2 separate regions of the Mus musculus genome follow, and region 1 is linked to region 2. Evidence: chromatin contacts called from public HiChIP or PLAC-seq data. All regions are on one chromosome and are shown on one strand. The core of a region is the stretch at or near the end of the contact, and the rest is flanking DNA. Distances in the headings are between cores, read along the strand shown.

Evidence for each region. HiChIP or PLAC-seq counts read pairs in DNA pulled down with a chosen protein or histone mark.
Region 1: a contact with region 2 is called in an H3K4me3 HiChIP or PLAC-seq map of bone marrow-derived macrophages, with 3 times the contacts expected there. The contact joins the promoter of Commd6 here to the enhancer-like site in region 2. A contact is called at or near these places in 6 of 39 promoter capture datasets (the C10 cell line, the HPC-7 cell line, HPC-7-derived erythroid cells and 3 more), 5 of 484 Hi-C or Micro-C datasets (CD4 T cells, Th1 cells, cortical neurons and 2 more) and 6 of 115 datasets of contacts at active chromatin or transcription factors (the 230-238 cell line, acute myeloid leukemia, bone marrow-derived macrophages and 3 more).

The regions. Positions count from the first base shown.
Region 1 is chr14:101,635,073-101,642,008 of GRCm38.p6, forward strand. Commd6 (COMM domain containing 6) reads right to left here and starts at 5,399. Exons shown (of 4, transcript NM_001033132.3): 1 at 5,317-5,399; 2 at 5,216-5,227; 3 at 1,882-2,034. The coding sequence starts at 5,364.
Region 2 is chr14:101,480,045-101,487,239 of GRCm38.p6, forward strand. All of the region lies in intron 8 of Tbc1d4 (TBC1 domain family, member 4), which reads right to left. Among named protein-coding and RNA genes, the nearest start is that of Tbc1d4, 130 kb to the right of the region's middle. Within about 2 kb of position 3,442, at least 26 of the 459 cell types and tissues checked have an H3K27ac peak or open chromatin away from gene starts, as enhancers often do.

The sequences.
Region 1 (6,936 bases), core at 4,149-6,648, 160 kb after region 2:
CATACTGTGTGAGAGATTGGGAGCATAGATTTTTTTTTTAAAGAATTTTTTAATTTTATTTTATGTGTATTGGTATGAAGTGTGTCAGATCCCCTGGAAATAGAGTTACAGACAACTGTGAGCTACTATGTCGGATTGAACCCAAGTCCTCTGAAAGAGCAGCCAGTGCTCGTCACCACTGAGCATCTCACCAGGTCCCAGGAACATAGATTTTAAATGTTCTCAGTGCCCACACATTCACACACACTATGGCTGCTGGGAATGCATGTGATACTTACCTTCATGGACACAATCACCGCACAACACATTGTATAAGGTGAAAACATAAACTTTGTATTTGTCAATTATACAACAACGCTTCAGGGGAAAGGTGATCTATTTACTCTTTCACTCCTGTCGGGGCAGAATGAGGGAGAAGGATGGGTCTGCAGGTATGGATGGCTGAGATGCTGAGCCTGAGGCGCTCTTTCACAATCAGTCAATGACTACATGATACACTTGCTTTGCCCATGGACATTCCTTCAAACACTTACCAATATTACTAAGAACAAAAGTGTGAAGTCTTGTCTATCAAGAGCCTCTTAAAATACAGTTTCTAGAAGAGGAACTCGAAAGTCATCCAGTGATATGGGAAAGACTTTCCCAGAGCCCATGATGGGGAGGGAAAGCCTGGGCTTAGCAGCAGAGCACCTACCTAGCATGAACAAGGCTCTAGGTGTGACCGCCACATCATACACAAATACAAAAGAAAGCTCACAGCTGGAGATGGCTCTGCAGTTATGAACCCACTCTACCAGAGAACCTGGGTTTGATTTCCAGGGGCACTGACATGGCAGCCCATTACAACTGCCTGAAACTCCAGTCCTATGGGATCTGATGCCCTCTTCTGGTCACTGGGTACTGCATGTGTGTGGTGCAGTCATACTATAGTAGACCAAACACCCATATACCCAAAATAAAACAAATAACAATAAAGGGATTCCAGGACCAATGCATTTTTATTCTTTAAAAAAAAAACTTTTAATTTCCATTTCATTTACTATGGTTGCTTTTTTAGAGTGTTAAACTGTCCTTTGAGAGCTAACTGTTTTAGCTACTGAACGGCTCACAGCAAACCAAACCAAAATTGCACATGCCAGTTAAATTGGCTAACAATGCACATCTCTCAGCATATACATCCAAGAGGAAATTAGACTTAGTGTTCTGTCCCATTTCCTACCTGGGGAAAAAGGTAAGGAAAACAATAGCATGAATGGTCTAAGTTTAAGAATAAACTATTGAGCTGGGCAGTGGTGGCGTACGCCTTTAATCCCAGCACTTGGGAGGCAGAGGCAGACGGATTTCTGAGTTCAAGGCCAGCCTGGTCTACAGAGTGAGTTCCAGGACAGCCAGATCTACACGGAGAAACCCTGACTCGAAAAACCAAAAAAAAACAAAAACAAAAAAAACAAAACAAAACAAAAAAGCTATTGAGTTACTTAAATCTCTGGCTAATAAGACCGGTCAATAAGTTCTTGATCTGAACTGTGTTTTGTCTAAACCTCAATGTCAATGTTATTCAAAGAAAACATTAGTTTTGCTTAAAATTATTAAGCCTAAAGAAAAAAAAAGTTAATTACAAAGTAGATATCTTGTAGAGAAGATGAAATATTCCTAAATATAACCATCAAAAACTGTTAGAGTAATTAAAATGGTACCATACACAAATTGGCATGTCTTATTGAAAAACAAAAACTTAAGCTTCCAGAGAAAATAACTTTAGCAATAACTACATGTAAAATATATCAACTTGCAAGTAAATAAATGTTCTCTTAAGAAGAGAGACTGTATACAGCTTTGAACCAGCAATAACACTTAAATTCAGTGAGTTGAACGACAAACCTGAAATTGTGGAATTGTCATCTCGATGGACTTGCTGCTTACTTGGCCAGAGTGATCTGCCACCTTCAGCATCACTGCCACGTAAGGATACTTGAGAGATCTGCAGCTGTCAGAGCTCACAGCCATGCCCAGTTTCCACTGAAAATCTATAAGCTTTAACACAACAGTACAAATATCATGTGAGAAATACCACTGCCTTGAACAAATACTTAAGTTTCTCTGTACTGAGTCTTGTATTCGTTTCGATACTGGTCATAGTACAAGAAAATACCTTCGTTTATGTTGGCAAGCAATGGTCAAATGGGAAAGAAAACACGGGACATGAGCAGAATCAGAAAACAAGTCAAGAAAAGCAGAGAGTTAAACAAAGAAACCCAAGTGTCTACCAGATGAATAACAAGGAAAAGACGTAGAAAGTAGCTTTTCCTAACAGGCTTAACTTCCGCTCTGCTTCAGGGCTCTGTGGTACTTTTAACCTTTCTTCTGTCCCATACTCAAGCCCTAAAACAGAAGCTGAGAAACATGGTCCTCACAGCTGCCTGCGGCACACGTGGAAACTGGACCATTGCAGCCTCTACAGTACCCAGCTAAAACCTACTATTACATTGAGTGGTATGAGTGGTGATGATGTGGCTTTAGATTTCATCAGTCCCTATGACAGTCACATGCCAGGTGACACACTATGCAGTGTACGTACGTGTCCAGTGCCTCACTGAACCATCTCAGTATTATAGGGTATTATTTCCATTTTGCAGATGACAGAACCCAGTTTCAGAGAGCTTAGGTGATGGGCTCAAGGTCACACGTTCCAGGATCAGAACAGAGACTCGTGTCTGTTTGGCTCTGAAGACTGTAAGCTTAAGGACTACTAATTTAATCTAGTTCCTGTTGCAGATTCTTCTGTGTTACCCCGACATCAAACAGAACTGGATACACGGAGCTCTTGATACTGACACTAAAACCTGGGTGGAAAACTTTGCCTCACTCTGAAGATGAGATGGCGCCTGGCACTCAAACTACACTTGCTGATTGACTCTATCTTTTGCAATAAAACTACGGTGTGCCTTGTGACATCACTCCTTGGACAAACACAAGCAGTGCTGACTTTTCAGTTCCTAATTATTAGGACTAAGTAATAACTTCCAAGGTCCCTACACACTGAACTAGACATCAGAAGTTCATTGCTTTTCATAATCAGAAACATTTTTTTTAAACTCCTGATTTCTTGGGCACATGGAAGTTTGTTTTCTGCTTCACCGTGCGTTCCAGGGATCAAACTCAAGTCATTCAGCTTGGCTGCAGGCACTGTCACCCAGTGAGTCAGTGAGTCAGCCCCTCATAACCCTGTGACACAGCCATAACCCTATGAAACAGCTCATTGCATGGTGGTTTGTTTCTTGGTTTTGGAGACAAGATTTTTCTATAAAGCCCAGACTGGCATCACAGCTGTGGTGACTTCTGCTTCAGCCACCCAGGTGCTGGGACTACAGCCACATATATCTAGCTTGGTAGATTAATTTGCAACATACTGTACAGTTTGTTTTTGTTAAGTTGTGAAACTTGTCTAAAATTGCATTTTTCAGCTCTTTGTGTGTGAACTATGCAAAAAAAAAAAAAACCTGAATCATCTTTTTTAAATTCATTATTAATTCTGATAGTCTTGTAAATTATCGTGGTTTTTCTCGTGTATATAATCATATGACCAGACACTGGTGAATGACTGTATGGAGGGGATTATGGCACCCTTGCCACTCAGATACATCTGTGTCCTAATCAGAGACTTTCTCCTTGTGAGAAAGCAGACATTAAAGATTTAACAGAATTAAGATCGTGGGCTGCATTTTCCTGGGTGTGATCCCAATGTAATAACAGCTTTTCTAGAAGGAAGGAAAGAGGGTTGGAGTCAGAAGAGAGGCAGGGGTTGGAACTGAGCTGAGGCCACAAACAAGATAGGAGGTGGGCTCTAAGAGCAGGAAGAGACAAACAAGAGACCCTCCCCTGCAGCCAGACCACAACCTTCCTCCACCTTGGCCCTGTAAAACTGGTTTTATACCTCTGACTCCCAGAACTGTGACCGATGGATTCATATTGCTTTAGGGTGGAAAAGTTTCCTAAAATACATACATATAAACTTCATACGTACATACATAGATACGTACAGCCCAGTACAGGTCAGTTTCAAAGCATCTTTAATGGAACATACAAAACGAGAGGTCAAAATAACGTGGGGTTGAATAGTAATAATAAACCAACTCAGGTAACTCTGACTGGAGAGATGGCTCAGTGGTTAAAAGCACTTGCTGCTCTTCCAGGGGACCCAGGTTCAGTTCCCAGCACCTACATGGCAGCTCACAACCATCTATTTCTGCAATTCCAGCGACTCTGAGGCCCCTTCTGGTCTCTAGGGACCCACGTGTTATACAGACAGATAAAATCTTAAAACAAGAACAAAGCAACAAAAAGCCACTAACTTCATATACGGTTACACAAAATAGAGCAGGTTTATCCGTATCACAGAGTGCCCTTGCAGGACTCTTCCAAACCAACAGCAAGAAAAGCTGGAGACTTCTAAGCTCTAAATCCAGCCAGTTAGATGCTGAGGCCAGATGACCACAAGTTCGAGGCCAGTGTGGGTTACAAGTTAAGGCCGACCTCAGAAGTTTAGTGAGAGCCTGCTTCCAAAAAAAAAAAAATCATTTGGAGACAAGGAGCAGTCAGTACACTCTTCTCTCAGCCTCTGTATTCTTACCATGTTTTAACTTCAGCACTTTTCTTATATTTAGGTGAACATAGGTAACTCCTGACTAAAACTCCCAATGTTCTGTCTTGGAAAAGTGTTAGTATAACTTTAGGAAGTCAAAAATCCTATTTATTCTTAATGTAACATAAGAGAGGTTAGACAAGTTAGAGTTCCTCTTCAGAGTAAGGTCTTTAAAGAAATGACTGAGCTTGACGGAGCACACCTTCGATCCCTGCGCCTCAGAGGCAGAGGCCAGTGGATCTGAGAGAGCTCAAGCCAGTCTGGTTTTCCTAGCAAAGTTCCCCGGCTAGCCCGCCTCAAAATAAGCTATCGTTAAAAGAAAAAGGGAGGACGCTATTTTTGCAAATCTTAGCAATGTCTCTTGTAAGCGTCACATTTGAAAACATCGTATTCCTGCCTTGGAGTAAAGGAATAAAGGGTGCCTAATAAAGGTGGACCAGCGCTCGGGCTGCACTCTAGGGGCAGGGCAGTTTAAGTGACAGCCACAGCGGCCATCCCCTCGGGTGCAAGAGGGAAGCGCAGCCCGGGGAAGGATCGGCGAGCAGGGGATGGGACGGCGGGGCGGCCACTCACCTGGCCCGTGACCTGGAACGGAAGCAGAGACACGAGTTAGAGAAACGCAGTCCGGGCGCCAGCGTCCGCCCCAGACCCTTCTCCTTCCAGCCCGTACTCACCTCCGACTTGGCATCCAGCACGGGCTCCCTGAACCCAGACTCCTCCATGACCACAGTGTGATCCACCGGCCAGCACTTCCGCTTCCGGACCTAGGCCCCGCCCACTCACGCTAGGTTGCGGAGAATAGATTTCTATGTAATTCGAGTTTTGTCTCAGTTAAACATCAGTTTTATGAGATACTGGGAAAGGGAAAGTTCTGTGGGGGGGAGAAAGGTCCAGAGACGTGCAGGAAACCTGGTGGAGGACTCGTGACATCCAGGATGTCGGCTCCCCCATCGTAGGGCAAGAAGTGGGCTCATCTCTGCGCAAGCGCAAAGTCACTGTGCCTGCAGTGACACCAATCGGCTTGTGGCCACACCCCTAGTGTGGACTCTGGTGTGACTATAACTACAATTGTCTAGCGAGAACTCTTCCCTGGGACCGAGTTCACCGGCTTAGCCTGACTTAAGGAGGGTGGAGCCTTTTTAAAATCTCTGCTATTACTCCAAATTTCAGCAGCAACTTCTCATCCTGTCTTCTCTTCTGTTGACACCAGATGCATTCTGCAGAGAATATCCACACTGATTTTTATTCTCCTGCCAATATTTTATTTAGGAGAAAAAAAAAAAACCTTGAAAATATTTTCATACAAGTTGCAAATAATAACATGCCACCCACATTTACCAACGGTTACAGCTTTACTGTACAAATGTGCTTAACGATTTTTTCTTAAATAAATGAGCGCTTGTCTCCTAAGAACACTCTAACCAAGAGGAACACTCCTCCATTGTTGGTGGGATTGCAAGCTTGTACAACCACTCTGGAAATCAGTCTGGCGGTTCCTCAGAAAATTGGACATAGTACTACCGGAAGTTCCCGCAATACCTCTCCTGGTCATATATCCAGAAGATGTCCCAACCGGTAAGAAGGACACATGCTCCACTATGTTCATAGCAGCCTTATTTATAATAGCCAGAAGCTGGAAAGAACCCAGATGCCCCTCAACAGAGGAATGGATACAGAAAATGTGGTACATTTACACAATGGAGTACTACTCAGCTATTAAAAAGAATGAATTTATGAAATTCCTAGGCAAATGGATGGACCTGGAGGGCATCATCCTGAGTGAGGTAACCCAATCACAAAAGAACTCAAATGATATGTACTCACTGATAAGTGGATATTAGCCCAGAAACTTAGAATACCCAAGATATAAGATACAATTTATGAAACTCAAGAAGAAAGAAGACCAAAGTGTGGACACTTTGCCCCTTCTTAGAAATGGGAACAAAACACCCATGGAAGGAGTTACAGAGACAAAGTTTGGAGCAGAGACAAAAGGATGGACCATCTAGAGACTGCCATATCCAGGGATCCATCCCATAATCAGCCTCCAAACGCTGACATCATTGCATTCACTAGCAAGATTTTGCTGAAAGGACCCAGATATAGCTGTCTCTTGTGAGACTATGCCGGGGCCTAGCAAACACAGAAGTGGATGCTCACAGTCAGCTATTGGAGGGATCACAGGGTTCCCAATGGAGGAGCTAGAGAAAGTACCCAAGGAGCTAAAGGGGTCTACAACTTTATAGGTTTAACAACAATATGAACTAACCAGTACCCTGGAGCTCATGTCTCTA
Region 2 (7,195 bases), core at 2,192-4,691:
GGAAACAGAACACAGAGGTGTGTTGAGAAGCAATCATACACAAGGTCTTAAGAGGTGACGCATTAAAGACACGGAGAGCTTCTAAACGGAGTGACCAGAAATGCAAGTCTGGCATGGACCAGGGCCTCTGCAAAAAAGAAGGGATTCACAGCATCTCACAGTATTTGCTGTTTTTAAATCTACCCTCATATATACTAATAAATAGTGTATATGTATAGATAGATACATACATACATATATATTTACATATGTGTGTATATATACATGTGTATACGTACATGTATATGTGTATGTGTATATATGTGTGTGTGTTTATATATATGTGTGTGTGTATATGTATGTGTGTATATATATATATATATATATATATATATATATACACACACACACACACACACATATATATATGAGTGAGTTCAATTTGGGAGGTTGGAAGGAATTAAATTTTATTTTAATCTTTAATCCAAGTAATACCTGTACAAAATCCCAAAACTCAAATTTTGTTAGCCAGTCTTTTCTTGCAACGTTGTACTACCACCTTCTTCGCTCACACTGGGAACCACACCCCCAAAAGCAAGCCTCGAGATGATTTACGCCAGTTCTCAACCTTCCTAATGCTACGTCTCTGATAAAGTTCCTCACGTTGTGGGGACCCCCCCCCAACCACAAAAGTATTTTGTTGCTACTTCAGAACTATGATTGTACTCCTATTATGAGTCAGAATGTAAATATCTGACATACAGTATAGCTGACATGGGACTCCCCCAAAGGGCTTGTGAGCCCTCACCCCTGCTGAGGACCACTGATCTGTACTGATGCTTCCAGTATGCCACTCATGGTGTCATTCCTTAGTCTTCCTGCTTCAGACAGGATCTGGAAGACGAATTAAGTATTCTTGCTTGTTTTAACACATATTCTCTCTCTTCCTTTCCCTTCCCTCTCACTTTCCTCCTCCCTCAATGTCATTTTATCGCCAGTTCAATCTGTCTTTTCTACTTTTATTATCCTGCCTTTGTAAGGACTGTTTGCGGTCATCTACATAGCTGCCACAATTTCATATGATTGCATCTTGTGTCTTGTCTCTTCCTTTCTTAAGGTGTTAAAAATGACTTCTTATTTGGTAGTCATGAAATTTTCCAACAGATCATCGTATGGTCAAACATCACAAGATCCAACAGTGACAGTCTTCATCTTTGAACTCAGTATTGAGACCTTTGTCCTCCTGCCCCAATCTGGACTGGATCTATAGAGCTTCCTGGTAGCCTTTTCACCATCAACCGAAACATTTCCTTTGAAGCCTCTGGCATTAGAGTCCCATCTTCCTCTTTCTCGGTGTTCTTCCTCATTTTGGTGGCACACATTCACCAGGTACTTTCTGAGAAGGGGGAGGCTGCGATGGCGTTCATCTTGATTGGCATAGCTGCAAATGTCCCTATTCTGTGCTTACACTTCACTAGTAGTTCACGTGGATGTGTGAAAAGCTTCCTTCATCATCCCTTATCCTTGCACGGCATCCTTTGTTCACAGGCTTTGTGGCTCTACGGCTTCTCTGTACCTGGCGCTGTTTCCCCTTTTAAGCAACAGAGACTCCATGACAACAGGCCTTAATGTGAACTTTATCCAGTTGCTCTAATGTGCATTTTTCTGAGTCTATTAGATCTAGAAAGCCATGTTCATGAGCTCTAACATATTTTCTTTAATTATTTATTTGAAAACCTGTGCTGTGTCTTTTGGGAGCTTTGTCCTTTGTCCTTTGGTGGAGCTCCCAGAACATATGCCTTAAAGTTTTACAGTGTTTCGTTTTCCCACTGCGTTGTTTTCTTCTGTTTTCCAGATGACTTGCTTTTCTAGCCTTCTACTGAACTTTTCCTTTGTAGCTACTACTGAAAGTGTTCAGAGCTCTTCCTTACCCTTAGTTAATTGTTTCATACTTATGGCAGCCTATCTTGCTTTACAAAGTAAATTATTCTTATTCATGATCAGTGTGCATGAGTGTGTTTGTGTGTGTGTGTGTGTGTGTGTGTGTGTGTGTGTGTATGTTTGAGATCTCCATAGGCTCCTTAGAGAATAACAACTAAATCAACAATAAAAGTCACAGCCATGGATCAAGAGCCACGTGGTGGTAAGCATTTCACACTGCATGGAAATTCTAATAGGTTATTGTGGTCAAGGCAACTTCCTAGCTGGCAAAGGACAGGCAGCAATGTAAACACAGAAAGCACAATTAAGAGTATGCTCTGTGAGCAGGTGGGGCAGGGAAGGGGAAGGGGAAGGGGAAAGGATTGTGATGGGGTGATGGGGAGGGGGACAGTGAGAGGGGTATAAAGTGAACACGTAAAAACAAATTGTTTTAATTCTAAACAGCAAAATAAAAATTATCTACTCCAAATAAAAAATAAAAAAGTATGCCCTTGAGCCCTTACTCAGTGCTGCCCCCGTGTGGTCTGGCTTTACGGGAAGGTGAAATTACAACAGGGAATTCACCTACATTAGGTATGTGGAGTTAGGTGTCCTGAAATGACCTAGAATCTCTCAGTGCTCTTTAAACCTTTTAATTCTGCATGATAGCAAGCAAGCATCTAGTTAGGAGATATATTTACAGCTAATGAACGTTTGCAATAGTGTGTGGCTGGAAGACATTCAGTAAGGCCGATGACGCCTGCTACTTTTAGCTGTAGCTTATATGACAACCTGTCCCCATGTCACAGACCATTCCCATGAGAAAAAGAATTTACATCATAGTCGGGCAGTGGTGGGCGCACCTTTAATCCCAGCACTTGGGAGGCAGAGGCAGGCGGATTTCTGAGTTCAAGGCCAGCCTGGTCTACAAAGTGAGATCCAGGACAGCCAAGGTTATACAGAGAAACCCTGTCTCAACAAACCAAACAGTGGACATTGCTCTCAAGATCAGAAAGGGATTCAAAATAAGTCACATTTTACACCAGAGTGTATATAGGGAACCCGAGAAACAGCAAAAAGCACCCAGAACACACGGTTCTGTCTTCAATCTCTAAACATACAGCTTTCCCAGTTTTAAAGCAAGACGAATGGGGAACTCCTGTGCCTGTCATTTTCCTTGGGCCCACGTTTCAGTGTTAATGATCTGAGCTTCTAAGAAATTATAACAGGAATCCCATCTTATAAACAAGTACATCTCACTTTGGAAAGCAATGTAGAGCTACACTCAGGCTGAACTGAAGTTCTACTCTGTCACCCAAATTGGGGAAACACAAGCTGTGGAACACAAACCCCGTTAGATCTGTCAGACTTTCACCAGACAGATGGAGTGGCCAGCCTTCTGTTACATGGGAAGACCTTGGTAGGCCACAACATTTATAGCATTTGGCATCACCCCAATACACAAAAGCTACAGTATTCACGGAGACCAAAATAGATTGGCCTTGGCCTTGCTGGGAGCCGTTACAGCAATTCAAGGCATGCAGAAGAGACACTTCAAAGTCAGCCTGGCAAGGACTGTGCAGAGTACCAAGGTCTAAATGGAGGGCAAGGGCAGCCCTTCAGCTTCTTTGTAAACATCAGGTTTCCAGCCTACAGTGAATTGCGAGGTCACACTTCTAGAGTGGTCCTTTCACAATGCTAATTTATAATGTAACTCAGTACTGCAATGCACATTTTACAAATGGTGAAACTACAGTTGAATAGAAATGAAGTTGTCTAAGTTCTTAAAGGCTGCCAGGGCCAGATCTTGCTTTCAGGTCCCTCACCAGCTACTCCATCATTCTGATGAACTTGTTACGAAAAACTGTGTTCCCTTCCTGCAGGTGACATTTTGACAGGTATTGGTAAATCCCCTACCTGAGGTGTCAGAGCTTCAAGTATCACACTTGTCCGGAGCAGCAGCTCTCAAACTTGAGGTTGTGTCGGTGTGGCTTTGGGGGGATTGTTAAAGCCCACACTATTGGACATGACTCCAGATTTTCTGATGAGGCAGTTCTAAGGTTAGGCCAGGATTCTGTATGACAGACAGGGTCCTAGACCAGCAGTTTTCAACTTGTGAGTTGCAGTCCCTTTAAGGTGGCCTATTAAATACTTACAATATGATTCATAACAGTAGAAACAAAACAGTTACATGGTTGGGGAGGTCACCACAACCTAAGGAACTGCACTAAAGGGAATAGCATTAGGAAGGTTGAGAACCACTGTCCTAGATAATGGTATAGCTGCTCAAGTGTGTCCATACCATAAGAATAAATGCTGGCCTGAAGCATGAAGCATCACAATGGTGAGTTAAGTAGAAACTTCACACTGTACATCAGAATCACCTGTAGTACTTCTACACCAGCGGCCCCAGTCCCACTTCCTATATATTTTGATATGATAAGTTCAGGGTTCTATTCCCGAAAAGCCCCACAAAAGATGTTAACAATCCATTGCCTTAACCACTCGGCCACTTCATCTCTGTGATGCTTGCAGACAGGAGCATGGCTGTCCTCTGAGAGGCTCCACCTGGCAGCTGACTGAGATGGATACAGATGCCCACAGCCAAACCGTGGATGGAGCTTGGGGACTCTTATGGAAGAACAGGAAGAATTGTGGGCCACAAAGGAGATAGGAACTCCACAGGAAGACCCACAGAGTCAATTAACCTGTACCCTTGGGACTCTCAGAGTCTGAACCACCAACCAAAGAACGTACACAGGCTGGACCCAGGTCTCGCAGCACATATGTATCAGATGTGCAGCTTGACCTTCTTGTGGGTCCTGAACAACTTGAATGGGGTTATCCTGGAACATATCCTATATGTGGGATATGTTCTAACTGGGCTGCCTTGTCTGACCTCAGTAGAAGAGGAAGCACCAAGCCTTGCAGAGATTGAAGTTCCAAGGTAGGGGATACCCAAGGGTGCCCCCACCTGCTCAGAGGAAAAGGAGAAAAAAGAATAGCAGAAGGCATGTGGGAGGGGGTGGCCAGGAGTAGGGGCAGTGAACAGGATGTAAAGTGAATAAGTAATAAAATAAAATAAAATAAAATAAAATAAAATAAAATAAAATAAAATAAAAAGATGTTAGCATATGATCATAGTCAAGGAGACTGGCAGACAGGCTCAATCCTCTTCACTGGTTTCTCCTATAAGTTCTGCTTAAAAATGAAAGTAAAGGTTTGCCTATGCTCCACTTGATAACCCTCCATCCATGCACATATGGGCAATATTAGCTGGACACGCTGGGATATAAATATACCCACCATAATGAAAACGCCCCACTCACTTCTAAACCCCAGCCTATCTACGACACCTCTTTTAAACTGAGATCTTGACATGATTTTTCTCAAGAGACCCTAATTGTGCACATTTACATATATTTTAACATGACAAGATAAATTATAAGCAAATTGACTGTGAGTTTAGAGTGTACTCTTAAGCTATTAAGCACATTCACTTTAGAGAGCCCTAGTCAGTTATTAGCTTGCACTCCCTTACAGGACAAGAGCACCAAGTCTGGTATTATTTAAGTGATTTTTTCACGGTCATACATGACCTGAGAGGGACATAATGTTGACTTGGAATGTGTTGCCACCCGTCTTCCTTAGGGGCATAACGCAGTAAAACAGTTACAATAGAGGCCTTATAATGGTGATCGCCTCATGCTAATAAATTCCCAAAATAATGCTATTTGAATGGCCTAGGATGGATGGAGAGACAGACAGATTATGGATAGAGAGATAGATAGATAGGTAGATAGATGATTGATAGATGATAGATAGATAGATAGATAGATAGATAGATAGATAGATAGATAATTGATAGATGATAGATAGATAGATAGATAGATAGATGATAGATAGTAGACAGATGATTGATAAACATATATGTATATACACATATATATACATATAGAGCCATATAATAGTTCAGAGCTCATTGCTAAGTGACACATACAGCATTGTTTTATAATAACAGCAGGTTGAGCAGTACTCTAAGTGCTGTCTGTCTGTCTATCAGCTCATTTGCTCCTCACCAACTCCCCAGGCAATAGGCACACCACCACCCCACTCCCAGAACACACTGAAGTGGAACAAAAGAACTCTCTTCCTTGTGCCTTCTTCTACTTTCTGGTTGTTAATGACATCACACCCTGAGGCAAGAAACTAATGAAGCCAAGTTGTCAAGGACCAGAAAATGGCAGCTATCTGAGGAGTTTGGACTAGAGGTATGCCCAAGCTGGAGGTCACAGGCAGTATGCAACCAACAAGAGCCATGGCACAACACCATTTGCCAAGGAAAAACCAAACTCCAGAAGTCAGATGTCACCCAACCCAGCTGGCTGTCAGGGGTGGACAGGAAAGCTGCTCCCAGGTGCCCTCCATCGATAAAGCTAGGAGCTGCATAGAGCATGCCCATTTATGCACAGTCTCATGCACATACGTCTAAGTTAAACCCAACAGAAGAGTTCCTTCTGACTTCCACCCTTTTCCTCTTTGCAATTCCCTTCTGCCCTGGATGCATTGAACATTACTGAAGCCATAAAATATAACCACCTTCTGACTGAGCCCATTCGGCTGCATCTGGTCTAACATTCTCTTCACTGCACTGGGGCTACTACACCACAACTGCAGTTAGCATCCTCAGTCTGTTCAGCCTCTGGCTCCTGGCATAAGGCACCTCTCTCTGTGAGTGCTTGCTCCTCCCCTCTGCCTCACTCAGCTAGACTTCCCTTCACAGGCTAAGCCTTCCTTACTAATCAGGCTCCCCACACCAGGCGCCCTCTTCTGCTGACACCTGTCTCCTGTAAGCTGGCTCTTAGATTCGCACCTAAATCATGGCAGCCCTGGCCTAAGACCTCATGATTCAGAAAGAGGAAACCCCAGTGCAAGGGGAAACATTTTGCTACCATTTAAATGAAATGTATAAAATTTCTAAATTGGATACATAATTTTTCCATTACTTCATACTGTTCTTAACATTTTATGTCAACATCTAATAGTGGACAAAGGAAAAGCAGACATTTTAAAATACATTATGAGATATGAAAACATCAGAAGTTCTTACAGACCTGCACACCAGGATTTGATTTCCCATTTCTACACATACATATTTCTAACAAGAAATCTCTGTGGCTTGACCTCAGATTTCAGAGGTCAGAGAACAAACCTAGACCTTCAGAAGAAGGAAACTTGTTTTATGAGATTTCTAAGACATGGTGCTACTCTGTAGCCCAGGCTAGCTGCTCATTCC